Linked DNA regions of Zea mays: region 2 is linked to region 1. The links are chromatin contacts, called in public Hi-C maps. All regions are on one chromosome and are shown on one strand. The core of a region is the stretch at or near the end of the contact, and the rest is flanking DNA. Distances in the headings are between cores, read along the strand shown.

The links. A called contact is a pair of places that touch in the nucleus more often than the background predicts.
Region 2: a Hi-C map of ear shows a contact between it and region 1, with 3 times the contacts expected there. The contact joins the promoter of ra2 here to the promoter of LOC100272723 in region 1. A contact is called at or near these places in 2 of 25 Hi-C or Micro-C datasets (ear and tassel).

What each region holds. Positions count from the first base shown.
Region 1 is chr3:12,518,629-12,526,049 of Zm-B73-REFERENCE-NAM-5.0, forward strand. LOC100272723 reads left to right here and starts at 3,525. Exons shown (of 3, transcript NM_001147176.1): 1 at 3,525-3,937; 2 at 5,189-5,467; 3 at 6,227-7,421. The coding sequence starts at 3,599. The coding sequence ends at 7,315. LOC100281190 reads left to right here. Exons shown (of 2, transcript NM_001367876.1): 2 at 512-1,785. The coding sequence ends at 1,639.
Region 2 is chr3:12,825,302-12,832,722 of Zm-B73-REFERENCE-NAM-5.0, forward strand. It overlaps ra2 (ramosa2), which reads left to right and starts at 4,862. Exons shown (of 3, transcript NM_001138446.1): 1 at 4,862-5,309; 2 at 6,011-6,852; 3 at 7,029-7,394. The coding sequence starts at 6,035. The coding sequence ends at 6,820.

The sequences.
Region 1 (7,421 bases), core at 2,275-4,774:
TGTGGTGCTTGCGTTTTTTTAAGCTTGTGGTGCTTGTGCTGCCGCGTCCTGGGCTACAATTTCTGAATAGGACGTGATAGAGATGATTGGTTATTTCGTTTTCATGCAGCCGGTTTAGTACATGAAAACTGCATTTGAAATCGTCGGTGGTAATCCAACTGACTGACAACATGACATTGAAAACTGCATTTGAAATTGTCCATGGAATTGATACTATTGACAGTAGTCAGTTTCTTCTTACTGATTAATTGTGCATGATGTTAAAACCGTACGCGAATCGACGTGATAATCCAATTGACAGTAGACAGTTTCGGACGCCATCAGCAGTAGTTACTAGTATAATCGTTTTTCTCATACCTGACGTTACTGTACCTAAACCAAGGGAGAGATTTGCAAATGGGTCATTTATTCGGGCTTAAATAAGGGGTTTCATTAGAAAAAAGTGATTTTGACGGAGTTCTTCTTCAGTAAAACATTAACGACGGTAGCATGTGTGTGCTTGGCGGAGCAGTTGCTGGAGATGCTGTGCGAGGAGTACGGCGGCCGTGTCGAGCTGGCCAAGGCCTACTTCGCCGGGCTGACGGCGTCGGTGCGGCGGCACTTCGGCGGCAACGGCGTGATCGCGAGCATGGAGCACTGCAACGACTTCATGCTGCTGGGCACGGAGGCGGTGGCGCTGGGCCGCGTGGGCGACGACTTCTGGTGCACGGACCCCTCCGGCGACCCCAACGGCACCTTCTGGCTGCAGGGGTGCCACATGGTGCACTGCGCCTACAACTCGCTGTGGATGGGCAACTTCATCCACCCGGACTGGGACATGTTCCAGTCCACGCACCCCTGCGCCGCCTTCCACGCCGCGTCCCGCGCCATCTCCGGCGGGCCCATCTACGTCAGCGACTCGGTGGGGCAGCACGACTTCGCGCTGCTCCGCCGCCTGGCGCTCCCCGACGGCACCGTCCTCCGGTGCGAGGGCCACGCGCTGCCCACGCGCGACTGCCTCTTCGCCGACCCGCTCCACGACGGCCGGACCGTGCTCAAGATCTGGAACGTGAACCGCTTCGCCGGCGTCGTCGGCGCCTTCAACTGCCAGGGCGGCGGGTGGAGCCCCGAGGCGCGGCGGAACAAGTGCTTCTCGGAGTTCTCCGTGCCCCTGGCCGCGCGCGCCTCGCCGTCCGACGTCGAATGGAAGAGCGGCAAAGCGGGACCAGGCGTCAGCGTCAAGGGCGTCTCCCAGTTCGCCGTGTACGCGGTCGAGGCCAGGACGCTGCAGCTGCTGCGCCCCGACGAGGGCGTCGACCTCACGCTGCAGCCCTTCACCTACGAGCTCTTCGTCGTCGCCCCCGTGCGCGTCATCTCGCACGAGCGGGCCATCAAGTTCGCGCCCATCGGACTCGCCAACATGCTCAACACCGCCGGCGCCGTGCAGGCGTTCGAGGCCAAGAAAGATGCTAGCGGCGTCACGGCAGAGGTGTTCGTGAAGGGCGCAGGGGAGCTGGTGGCGTACTCGTCGGCGACGCCCAGGCTCTGCAAGGTGAACGGCGACGAGGCCGAGTTCACGTACAAGGACGGCGTGGTCACCGTCGACGTGCCGTGGTCGGGGTCGTCGTCGAAGCTGTGTCGCGTCCAGTACGTCTACTGAGCCGGACGGGCCGATGACTCTGCTCCCTGCTGGCCTGCTCAGGACGCAATAATCTAATGTTTAGAGCTTACCAAGTTTTACAGCTCTATCAGTTTACTTTTGTTTGTCTGCTCTTCGTTTTTTAAGAATTATTTCTATTGTGTGAATTAATGAGTGCTTTCCTTCTAGTTTTCTGATTACTCCTATTCGAGCACTCTGCGTGAACACTCTTTTGGGAGCAAATGAGGGGATAAAATCCTTTGCTATTTAAAATTAACATCAAAGAATTTTAGTCTCTCAAATCCCTCTCGTGTCCTTGCCAAACAAACTATTAGGATTAGTTTGGAACTCAAATTCTTTTGGGAATTGAAAGAAATTGACGTGGAAATAAACTAATTTCTTTTCTAATTCTCTTTCCAAACTAGTCTTAATATATATACGTGGTGTAGAGGGTAGTACCCGTATATGCGTTAGCATCAAAACTTCTGCGGATATAAGATGGCAAAACAGGAGGAATTCCTGAAACTTCTGGTTCCTAGCGCGAAGTAGCAACACTGGCAAATGAGAAAAATTGAAAATTAACATCCAATTCGCAAGCCTATCAAGATTAACCTGCATGTCAATAATTCACAATGTCATTGTGTAGGGGTGTAAATCTTAAAAGGCTGCAAATTAGGTGTCAAAACCGCACATCAAAATTGTAGTCTCAAAATTAGCGAAAACAAAACTTGAAATAACTTGCATATATTTCAAATATCCACCATATATTTCAAACAATCTACTCCCTCTCCTCCGTAGCTTCTATCTTAATTTTGCTCAATAATGTTAAACTCCTTTTTATTATGATTTGTTTTTCGCCATAAAATGGTGAAAGTATAGTGAGATATATAAGTGTACATTCGGGCCGTCCAGCCCGGCCCGATCCAAGCCCGAAAAAGCCTGTATTGTTTGAATTTCGGGTCGATCTGGGCCGGCCCACAGACCTAGCCCTCGGCCCGACACGTAATTGCTTAAACGTGCCGGGCTCATTTCGGGCGGCACGAAATTCAATTTCTGGTCCGAAATTCAGTTTTTTGCCCGAAATTCACGTCAGGGTCCGGAATTCACATCAGAGCCCTAAATTCAAAACAAATTTAATAAAACAAATAAAAGATAAGACAAATAAATTTGAACAAAAGCAAACTTAACATTTGTATTAAAGTTACCAGAGCTATGTAATGACTACCTCGTTTACAAATCATTTTATTAGAAGGAAAACGAGTATAATCAGCTCTATACAAAATTCGTAAGTTCAGTTTATTATCTAATGTTCATAACAAAAGTAAAATTACATCACATACTCTAATTCAAAGCTACAAAAAACATCTAGCTAGCATTATCTCTAGATTTGTGTTCTTTATCAAATACAAGAAAGTGTGAAATGAAGTGTGGTTTTAATAAATATATGAGCCTTTTCGTGTCTTTATATGAGTTATTTCGTGCCTGCCTTAAATGGGCCGTGCTCGTGCCCACCCATGGGCCGCGACCTCGACCTAAAATATTTCGGGTCATGCTGTGTCTGGGCTGTGTTTTTTTTTTCGTGCTTCGGACCGACCCAAATGTACATAGATATGAGGCAATCATTTGTAATTATTTTTCTTGCACTGAAAAAAGGGAGAAGCGAGAACTTTTCTCCATTACCTAGCAAAACAACAAGAAAAGAAAAGAATGGATAGAGGCAGGAGAAGGGGAACCCGACCTGGTAAAGTCTGGACCAGTAAAAATGAGAGCCCAGGTGTTAGCCCAAACTAGGCCCAAGCAATATGCGAATTGCAGAGCTGGAGGCCCGGAGCAACGCGAACCGACTCGCCGTCCCGTCCCGTCTCGCCTCGCTTGCTTGTCCCCATCCGGATTACTCTTCCGCTCCCTTCCCCTCCTCACCTCACCACCATCTCCAGCTCCATCCGCACCAACATCTCCACCAACCGACACGGCGAGGAGATGAACGCGTCGCAGTTCATGGACAAGCAGATCCTCGGCCTCGCCGCCTCCGCCTCCCCGTCCGGCGGCGGCGCGGGGGGCGGTGGGGGTGTGGATCTCAGCGATCTGATGATCCCGATCCCCCAGGAGGACGGCGAGGACCGTCTCCGTCGCCGGCGTAGCAGTAGCAGCGTCAACGGCACATCAGACGACATGCTACCCAGCTACGATTTCCAGCCGATCCGCACCGGCGGCGCCACCGCCGCCGCCCCCGTGTCTCAGGCCTCGTGGGGATCGCTCGACTCCAAGGCACCCTCCGCCTCTGCCTCTGCCTCCGCCGCCGCCTCATACAACCTCAAGGTATGACCTTCCACCCTGTGGTGGTACTCCCGCTAGATCTGCCGAGTCCCAATCTCGTAGTGCTCTGCGCCTCTGCCTATTTTCTGAGTCGAATGCGTCTCCGAACTTTTTTTTTTATCCTTGTAGGTCATCACTTCATCATGCGACTAGTTTAGTCAGAGAACTTTTAACTCGTAATCACTGTTGAGATTTGCAAATTTCAGTTAGTTACTGTTTTCTCCCATATGTTGATGTGTTCGTAATCGAAATGGGATGGATGGGCAGAGAAGACGGGCCATTTTTTGTAGCTGGTTTCAATTGAATGAGCATAGTCAACTGATAAGCTTTATTGCATGCAGCCCACACCAAAAGACTCTTGTGAAGTATTGTTTGAATGTTTATCTTTTTTTCCTCGAATGTCCAGGAGTACTGCGCATAACTAAATTAAGAAGATAAAAGGGCAAAATAGACCTGTACAAAAAACCACCAACCATAGGTGGTAACCTAGGTTGCAAGAGACTGTTTGTCTTGGATACTCCTAGAGATGTTCAGAGTAGCCCCATCAAAGACACAGGTGTTTCCACAGCCACTAGGACCACTTTAATGTCCGGAGTAGGCCACTAGAATGTTTATCTTTTGCTACACACTAATGTGTCGATGACTCTGTGCTAGCCTGTTAGATAAAGAATCTACAGACCCATATGGGAATTCAAATGTTCTTATATTGATTGTCTGGTAAATCAGCGCTGCCAAATTGTGCTCAGAGTTTGTTTCTGCCAGAAACTACACATTTTTGTGGATAGACCACTATAAGATATTGTACACGGACAGCTGATAGCATCACCCACTGTTCCCTATTTGAACTGAGCCTACCCGAGCTGTATATGTTTCACCTTTTCTCCCATCTAACAAGTTACCTATACTCTTCACTCTTTTTTCAGCCAAGTTCATTTACATAGTTAGCTATACTCTTCACCCCTCTGTCAGCCAAGTTTGATTGCATTGTATAATGCTTAATTAGTTACTACTGTGATTTAACTTTGTGAGTATCAGCTATCTATTGATATGTGCAAAACAGACATCCGTTTCAGGTTTGTTGGCTTGTAAAGTGAGGATCTATTTATATAATTGAAGCATGTGTGTGCACTGTGTTTCTTTGAAAGACCAACTTAACTGTTCATCATTGAGGGTTCAAAACTTCAAAGTGATGACATCATCACATCAATAGCATCTCCTTTATTATATACTTACAATCTTCCTTGTTCTGAATAGAGTGCTGGTATATTGGAGCCACATGTGCTGAAGAAAGTTAGTCATGAGGAAGACAGGAGTAACTTCCCTACAGTTACTATCGCAGATATTGATCGAACCATGAAGAAGTACTCTGATAACCTTTTGCATGCACTGGAAGGTGTAAGCTCAAGGCTTTCACAGATGGAGGGCAGAACACACCAACTAGAAAACTCTGTTGATGAGTTGAAGTTAACAATTGGTAACTATAATGGTAGCACTGATGGAAAACTCAGGCACCTTGAGAACATGCTCAGAGAGGTAGGTTACATGTGACTCTCCCTTCTTTAGTTTGCTAGTCTTTGCTCCATATGTGGTGGAAAAGACTCTGTAATGCAGTAGCAAACATTTATGCACTTCTGAGTGACCACATTTTATAGACCTATTTCATGTTACTGACTTACTGTTTTTATTCATACCATATTTTATAGATAATGTTTTCCATTCAAATGGAGGATTTACAACGTTTCATGTTTATTGCCGGCTTGCCACAAAATGTTATATCATCATTTATTGATTGTAGCAGCACATAGGATAAAACAAGATAGTTCATATATGTTTGATTTGCTATTTTGGTAGATGTTCTCAGTCTCTTGTTCATTTTTGGTAGTACATAGACCTGGATGTGCTCACCCACTGTTGGTCTTTGTTGTTCAACAGATTTTTCATGCTGTACTTATTAGAGTTATTTTTTTGAAGTTGACTTGCTAGATGCAAATTAATCATATTTACTGGTTTCTCTCTCTCAGTATGTAACTGCATATTTATCTGTTTGTATTTTAGGGGCTTAGCTTAGAACATGGATGCAGTCATACACAAATAAGATGATTAGGTTGCTTCCTCATGTTAGATCTCATTAACATGCGAACCTTCTCTACCATTGCTTTTCTTCTTACTTGTTTAAGTATTGTTGCATGGCTAAGGACACTCATGGGATATATTATCCTGTATACTAGTCCTATGAATATACGATTGTTGTAAAAGAAAAATGCACCAAACTGAGTGCTTCATAACTTGCAGGTCCAAGCAGGTGTGCAGATTTTACGAGACAAGCAGGAAATTGTCGAGGCGCAACTCCACCTTGCAAAGCTCCAGACAACCAAAACTGATGCCCACTCATCAGAAAATAGTGGGTCTGGACATGCTGGCTCTCAGCCGGTGCCTCCTCCACAAGCAGCCATTCAGCCACAGCAAGTCTTAACCCCTTTGCAACCACCTGCACTTCCTGCCCTTCCTGCTCCAAATGCACCACTTCCAACGCTTCAAAGCCAACCACCATCACAGTTTCCAAGTCATTTACAACATTCACAGGTACCATCTGTGCCTTCTGTTGCACCGGTTCCCTCAGTTCCGGCTTTACCAAGGGATGCTTACTATGCTCCATCTTCTCAGCCGACCGAAACCATGCACCAGCAGTATCAAGCTCCGCCAGTTCCACAGCCTCAGGCCCCTCCTGCACCTCAGCAATACCAATCCCCATCCCAGTTCCCTCAATATTCACAGCCATCTCAGCCTTCAAACGTTAACCCTCCAACTCCACATGTGCCTCCTGCACCCCAGCAACCAGAGGAAACTATGCCTTACCCACCGCCTCAGAGCTATGCACCTAATGCACGTCCTCCTTCACCTTATATGCAACCGCCTAGTGGACCTGCTCCTCCTTACTATGGACAACAAAACCCTACCATGTATGAACCTCCCGCAGGCCGGGCTAACCCTGGGCCGCCATCATCATACGGTTCTGGTGGCTATGGACCACAGGGTGGGAGTGGTTTCTCTGACTCATATGGTTACGCTGGATCTCCTTCCCACCGCGGCAATGCTGGAATGAAGCCGTCTACACCTTTTGCTCAATCCTCTGGGGGAAGTGGCGGCTATGGCAGTGGCAGGCTCCCCACGGCTCAGATACTACCACAAGCAGTGCCGGTAAGCTCCTCCAGCACCAGCGGTGCTTCAGGCAATAGAGTGCCACTTGACGATGTAGTTGAGAAGGTTGCCACGATGGGATTCTCGAGAGAGCAGGTGAGAGCAACCGTGCGGAGGCTGACGGAAAATGGGCAGAATGTGGACCTGAACGTGGTTCTCGACAAGCTGATGAACGGCAGATAAGTTGAGCAGTAGTGCCATTTCAACAGTATGTGTATAGTATGGAGACTTGGGAAGTGTCAGCTGAACCGATTTTCTGTCTGCAACTTTGTAAACCTGGAGAACTCTG
Region 2 (7,421 bases), core at 3,612-6,111, 310 kb after region 1:
AATGCATCAAGCTATATAGTGTGCCTAACCTCGCCGAAGTTGCCCTGCCCTGCTCTACAGTGCGAAGGGTGAGATGGCTCCTGGTGGGCTTGTAATTCTGAAATCTGTTGCTCAAGGGTCTGGAGGCGTTCTTTCTCTTGCTGGATAAGGTTGTGGATCCTGGCTTGGACTTCGCTGCACTGTCTCTTGGTTGTAAGGACATCCATCTATTTCTAGAGATTATTTTTGCGCATGCAAAGACTTTTGAGTAGGAGCTACTCCTTAGTGTTGATCCCGAGGTTCAAGCCATCCTGTAGGTCTTCATTGTCGTCTAAGATGGGCATTCCTAGTGGGTGCAGTTGGCGGCTTGTTGTTGCTTTGAAGCCTAGGGAAACTGATGACATGTTTTTAGTCAAAACTGGCTAGATTTTGGCCAAGTAGGAGAGACTGCGCGAGTTTGGTGGTACATCACGTGGGGTTTCGGAGCTAGAGGTATGAACAGTTGGCTTAGAGGTTGGCAATCCTTTTTGTTTCATAGGGTGGCTCTCTTCGCTTTTTGGTTCAATGGTGGTTTTGGGATCGTTGGATGGTGGGACATCGTCAGCGAAGTCAACCTAGCCTTTTTTGGTGGTGAGGGCTGCCTTTGTTTCTTCATCCTTGGGTGAGCAGTTAGTTAGTGTGCTGTTCTTGGGAGGCATCGTGGGATTGGTGTTCGTCGCACCCACGGTGGGCGCCAAATGTTGGGTACCGACTAGTGGACCCAAGCACTTAGAGACAGAAAGGAAGACAGTGTGCACAACAAAACGTTAGGTAGGGAATTGTAGCGTCTCATTATGTGTGTCTGAGAGCACCTAGAGAGGTAAATAGGTGATCCTATGGAATTAACACTAAAAACACAAACTTGGTCTAAAAATGAAGTTAGTGCAAGCTAAAACAAAGTTTGAGCAGAAAGAAGAAGAAAGCAAGTCCTCTTCACTTGATTGCTCTTTCAAGATAAAGAATGGATTAAGAGCAAAATTAAAAGTGAATTTGAGAGACTTAGAAAGAGGGAGAAAAATCTCAAGCAAATAAGCACACAAGGCACGATGATTTCCCTATGGTTTGGTCAAGCCTAAAATGCTTGTCTACTCCACATTGTGGTGTCTCAATGGACAAAGGTTGCACTCAACCCCTCTCAAGTGATGCAAAGATCAAACTTGAGTGTCATAGATAAAAAACGGTACTAAAGGCATCTTTGTTTTTTTCTCCAGTTGTGGGATCTTGAGTACCGGTTAGTGTTTCCAACAGGTACTAAATATTTAAACTTTAGTACCGGTTTTTGGTTGGAACATGTACTAAATGATTTAATATTAGTACCGGTTAGAGACATCAATGGTTACTAATATCCTTTGCATGGACTCTATATTTAAAATTGATACTGAAGCTAGTATCAATACCAGTTTTAAAACAACTAGAACAAAACTTGTTGAACTGAAGCCCATTCTCTAGTAGTGCATGGTCCATCATCCTAGGTAATATATATAGCAGTGTTATTCGTCACCCTAGATGAAATAAATTACAAAAAAACTTAAATTTATTAAGTTATTCCGGGGTAGTTGATCACCTAACGTGATAAATAACAAGCACGCACACACGTACATATACATAGGTATAACGCTATTTGCCACCTAGGGTGATGATCATACACCCTGAAATAACTTAAGAAATGAGTTATAAAGATCATGAATAGCTTAAATTTGTTAAGTCATTTTAGAATAGGTGACCATCAAAGGTGACGAATATCATTTCTCTCTATCAATCACGTAACAGCCTTTTATGCATGGTTTCCAGAGAGGAAATGATGACAAACCCTTGCTTGTTTGTTTATTTGATTACACACTTACACGGCATGGCTGGGACCTTTTTCGTTCCATGCACATATATATATATATGTCATGCGGCATCATTGTACATGTTGATTCGGACTATACTAATGGCGGCCTAGCTAGGGAATGGTGGGGCCTCCCACGTCTTAGGGCCTCCTGTTACCACGTACTGTAAAAGAGAGTTTTAGTGTGAGGCTATACTTGTCTGTTCTTGCCTTCTTGGAGACCGTGACCTCGCTGCTGCTCTCTTTCTTGAGGAGTTCCCATGTTTGCTCTGTTGACTACTCGAACAATTGACTTGGCTTTTCTCCTTTAGAAAAGTTTAAAATGACCCATAGATATATATGTAGTTCTGGTCCAGCCAGCACACACTATTAATTGTTACAGTGGTCGTGTTATTAATAATTACTGTACGTGTTGTAGTAGCTGTACAGTTTCAAAACTGTGTAATATCAAAATTAGTGACGATCGATCTTATATACACGGTATATACACCATAGTAATTTGTTTAAGCTTAAAAAAATGACACCTTTTTTGCTTGGTTTTTTTGGACACAATAAAGAGGTGTCTCTGGGGTATGAACACACACACACTGTGTACTGTCACTTGCTTGGCCTCAGTGATCTGCATGATTGTTGGCCAGACTGGACTGTGGATGCCTTTTGCAACTTTTTTTTAGTTTTGAAAACTTTGCTGCAACCAGCAGCTAGCTAGTAATTACGTTTGTGTTTGAGATGCATGTATGTACGTAGATCATGATGATACTGATTATATATAAGCTTCATCAGCTATATATACGTACCTATACATGACAAAGATGACAAAATCTAAACGAAAGCTATCATGCTCTGTAACAGCGGCCATCATTGAAGGCCACATGTGTACTTGGAATTATTTTATGGGCCCCTGTTCGTCGACTTGCACTGCAAAGTAATCTCTGTTACGACTCGTTACACATGCATGACGGTCGACACAAATCGACTCCTGCTGTATCCCTTCATCAGCTAACTGTGTCGAAGGGCCAGTACGTGTCTGGACGACAGTTCGAATTGATTCCTTCTTAGGGCATTTAGTGTAAATTTCTCCATTTTCAGCAGTAACTGTCATGGTGGGATTATTTTAATTGCTTTATTACCTACTGTATGCATCGATCGTGTAAATGGATCGAAACATTGGCGTACGTGTATATCATATGTCTTGTTCATATTTTTAGTTTCGTAACGTATATTCTTCGGATTATTGACGTAGAGTATGGTTGATTCATGAATTACCCCATTTTCTATTTTGAGTTAGGCGCATTACATACAGTTGAAATGATTATGCTTTTGTTCGTACTACTAGAACCAGGGAATTCAACATGAAAACTTGATGTCTGTTTGCTTAGCTTTAATCCGTACCAATTTTTACTATTTCTATAGTGCTTTCAGTTGCAGCAGTCCAAAATTCTTACTTTATTTATCTTTGAAAAATCTGTGCTTCTTTTTAATAACGGCTGGACATGTAGGTAGTCTACCGGTTGTTATTTTATAGACACTGAATATTGAAATAGTGTCAATCTTAAGAATTCATCGACCTGAACATTTAATAAGGTCATATTCACAAGAACAATATAAATAAATGGTTATATATGTAATAATAATAATAATAATAATAATTATTATTATTATTATTAGTGGTAGAGGATTTAAAAGTTTAATGCTTTGTACACTACCTAAACCAATATGTTTTCCCCTTTGAGGGCTTGTTCGGTTATTTCCAATCCATATGGATTGGAGGGGATTGATACGGATTGGAGGGTATTTTGACTTACTAGGGATTGAAACCCCTTCAGGGCTTGTTCGGTTATTTTCAATCCATATGGATTGGAGTGGATTGGGAGGGATTTTGACTTACAAGGGATTAAAACCCCCTCAATCCCCCTCAATCCATATGGATTGGGGTAGAACCGAACAAGCCCTCGATCCCCCTCAATCCATATGGATTGGGGTAAAACCGAACAAGCCCTGAAGCCGCGACAGACCCACAGTTACCATGTGTGCAAAGTGTATAGACACTGCGCTGATGTAGCTAGCGTGTGTGACACTGCGTGAGCCCATAATCAATAATCATACAGGCAGAGAACATCTGTAGGGCTAACCCTAATTAAGAATACAATCTACTTAATCCCCCTCGTAGCTAGGGTATATATACAAATAATTAACGGGTATGGCAGTGCATGCATGCATGCCGATGACTTGCACTGGTACCAGTTCGTCACTAATGATTGCCAATTATACTGCGGCCCTTTTAATTATGAGATGGAAGCAGCAGGAGGCAAGCTAGTTCAATTGTCCGGTTTGTTAAGCCGCATTGCTCAAGAGCACCCCTGCCTGCGCCATCGATCGCCACACGGTGTGTGCCAGTCTACATCGCCGGCCTCTTTATCATTGTGCTAGTAGCTGCTTATTAGGCAAAGCTCAATTACGCAGCTAAGCCAGTTGATATGCATAAAAGGGAATGATTACTCTTAAACCGGACGCACTGGCGCTTTCTGCTTTTTTTTAAAGGAATGCTATGAAAATTGGTACGTACGTAGTACTACTACTATGCATATCAGTTTTTTTCTTCTTCTTTTTTTTCTTATACATATATCAGTATACCAGTCTGTATATATGTACACACACTTCGTTCTTCAGCTACGACGTACAATACTGCTACACCCCATGGGCTGCGGGAACTGTTCGTGAAAAGTGACGAGATGAGGCAGCACTGTGGTAGATATTCTTGCGAGTAGTGGCAATGTCACCCTCACACTTTTCCTTGTACTGCCATTAATCCCAATTTGTCCTTATTTATCTGTTTACCCTCTCTTTCTCTCTCCTCGGCCGGGCCCTTTTTTTTCTTTGCAACATACACCACCACAATATTCTTCAACACTCTCACCTCCTCTCATTCAATACTGTCTCTCAGCCTTTTTTTTTCATAGTGTGTGCGGCCGATCTATGCACCTCACCTTTCCCTTGCTGCAGTTGGAGGAAGTGTGCTGCAGGTGGAAGAAGAGAGGGGAGAAGCTGGTTCCCCTCTCCATATCTCTCCTCCCCAGCTCCCTCCCCCTCTCATAGATCGATCACACAGCCTGCAGGCACAGACAAGAGTTAGGCTGTTCTACCTGATCATATGACCCTCCAGCAATTCTCTCATCCACACACAAACTGAAGCAAGAATTATTGCTTATCTATATCCTGTCTGTCCTTTCCTCTATTTCCCCCCTCCCCTTTCTATTTCCATTGTGCAGCTTGTTATTAGTAGATAGCAGTGGATCGATGTGTGATGGAGGAAACAAGCTAGCTAGCTAGCTACCAGCTGAAGCAGCAGGGAGAAGAAGGATAGAGAGAGAGAGAGAGAGAGAAAACATCTTCTTCATCCATAGTCTCGGCCTTTCTTCACCAGGTCGTCTGCAGATCTGTCTCCTGTGACCTTCCAGAGGTGAGGATGAGCAGGTCTCTCTAGCTCACTGCGCTACATGCCCATGTATGAGAAGTTCTATTTTAGAAGACAAAAAGGCTTTGATCTGCAGTCTTCGTTCTCGTCTTCTGGGTTCTGGCCTTCTCTTGCTTGGCAGTGGCACTATTATTATATTATCTATGGTTCTTGAGATTTGAGCAAATAAAGATCGCCTTTTTTTCCTTTAAAAAATCTGTGCTTCTTGTGCCGTATCATCATACATGCACACCCACGCATTTGTACAGTGGATCATGCATCCTCCATTTGTGTTCATGATCATGCTGTTGATTTGCACTGCTCCCTTTATCAATAATTTTCCGCAGATGAGAAATCTACAGTCTCATTATTGTCCCCTCTTTCTTTGTCCCAAGGTAAAAAGGGAAGAACAGAACTTCCCCATTTTTCCCAAAGATTGCACATGCATAGCTGGCTGGATCAGAGCACATCACACTCCGAAACCCTAATCTTCTCCCTCTCCTCGTGCCTTTCCCAGAACAATATATAATCCTCCGTCCAAGAAAACCCTAGCCCTAAGATTAGTATCGAAAGATCGCGATGCATATTATTCACAGCTCAGCCACCACACCACCATATGTAGAGATAGATATACGTATATTTCTTTGGGAAAAAACGGATAATAATCCAACTAATTAATCAACGTTTTTCTACTGATTTATTCGCAGGCCAAGCTAGGCCAGGAAGGAAAAATGGCGTCCCCGTCGAGCACCAGCAACAACTCGGCCTTCTCCCCTGTGGCGGCGTCGGCCGGGACGACGATGCCTGGTGCCGGGGCGCCGTGCGCGGCGTGCAAGTTCCTGCGGCGCAAGTGCCTGCCGGGGTGCGTGTTCGCGCCCTACTTCCCGCCGGAGGAGCCGCAGAAGTTCGCCAACGTGCACAAGGTGTTCGGCGCCAGCAACGTGACCAAGCTGCTGAACGAGCTGCTGCCGCACCAGCGGGAGGACGCCGTGAGCTCGCTCGCCTACGAGGCCGAGGCGCGCGTCAAGGACCCCGTCTACGGCTGCGTCGGCGCCATCTCCGTGCTGCAGCGCCAGGTCCACCGCCTCCAGAAGGAGCTGGACGCCGCGCACGCCGAGCTCCTCCGCTACGCCTGCGGCGACGTCGCCGCCGGCATCCCCACCGCGCTCCCCGTCGTCAGCGCCGCCCCCAGGCTCTCCACGGCGCCAATGACGACGACGAGCCCCGGCCAGTTCGCCGCCGGCATGTACGGCAGCGGCAGGAGGCTTGGGGTCGTCGACGGACTAGCAGCGCCACCGCTGCCTCCGTCGGGCGGCGGCGGCGGCTGCTACTTCATGCGGAACCACCACAACAACGTCGTCATTAGTAGCTCCCCAGGCGCTGACGTGGCGCCCGTCCTGCCTTACGCTTCCGTGGCTAATTGGGCGGTGAATGCCATCAGCGCGTCGACGACCACCACCTCCGGATCAGAGAGCATTGGGTTGGATCACAAGGAAGGGGGAGACAGCAGCATGTGAAGTGAAGGGGAAGCGCTGCGCTGCCGTGAATGGTAAGGCGCTGTTTCTTTCTCTCTGAGTAATTAAGTTTAATCCTGCACGGCGGCCATGCCCATGCATGATGTATAGCTACTGTATGTGCTAGCTAGTTTGTGTGTTTTAATTATATACATATATAGCTGTTCTTATCTGTGTGTGCGTTGCTTTGCTTATTACTATGCTTGTGTAGTGTGTTGTGCAGTGATGTATTACTCTAATCCTTGTTAAGATGTGGAGGCGACGACATGGATTTGAGCCCTTTGACCTTAATGAGCTGTGGGATCGGACGGCGGAGTCGGTGAAGGAAGGAAGGAAGGAAGCTTCAGGGGGGGGGGGGAGACGATGTCATGGGAGCCCAATCGATCTCAGCAGGTTGATTAAGAGCTAAGGAGCAATCTATCTATCTATCTATCTACCTACCTTTCGCTATATATATCTATATAGCCGACATGAATTATATATATCGACTGCATCTATCCCCTTTCTGCATGTTGTGCAAACCAATACTTTGGAGTACTAAATGTAATCGAGCCGAGATCTTGATCTCTCTTCTTTTCATGATTAATTCTTCGTTCTCGCAGGA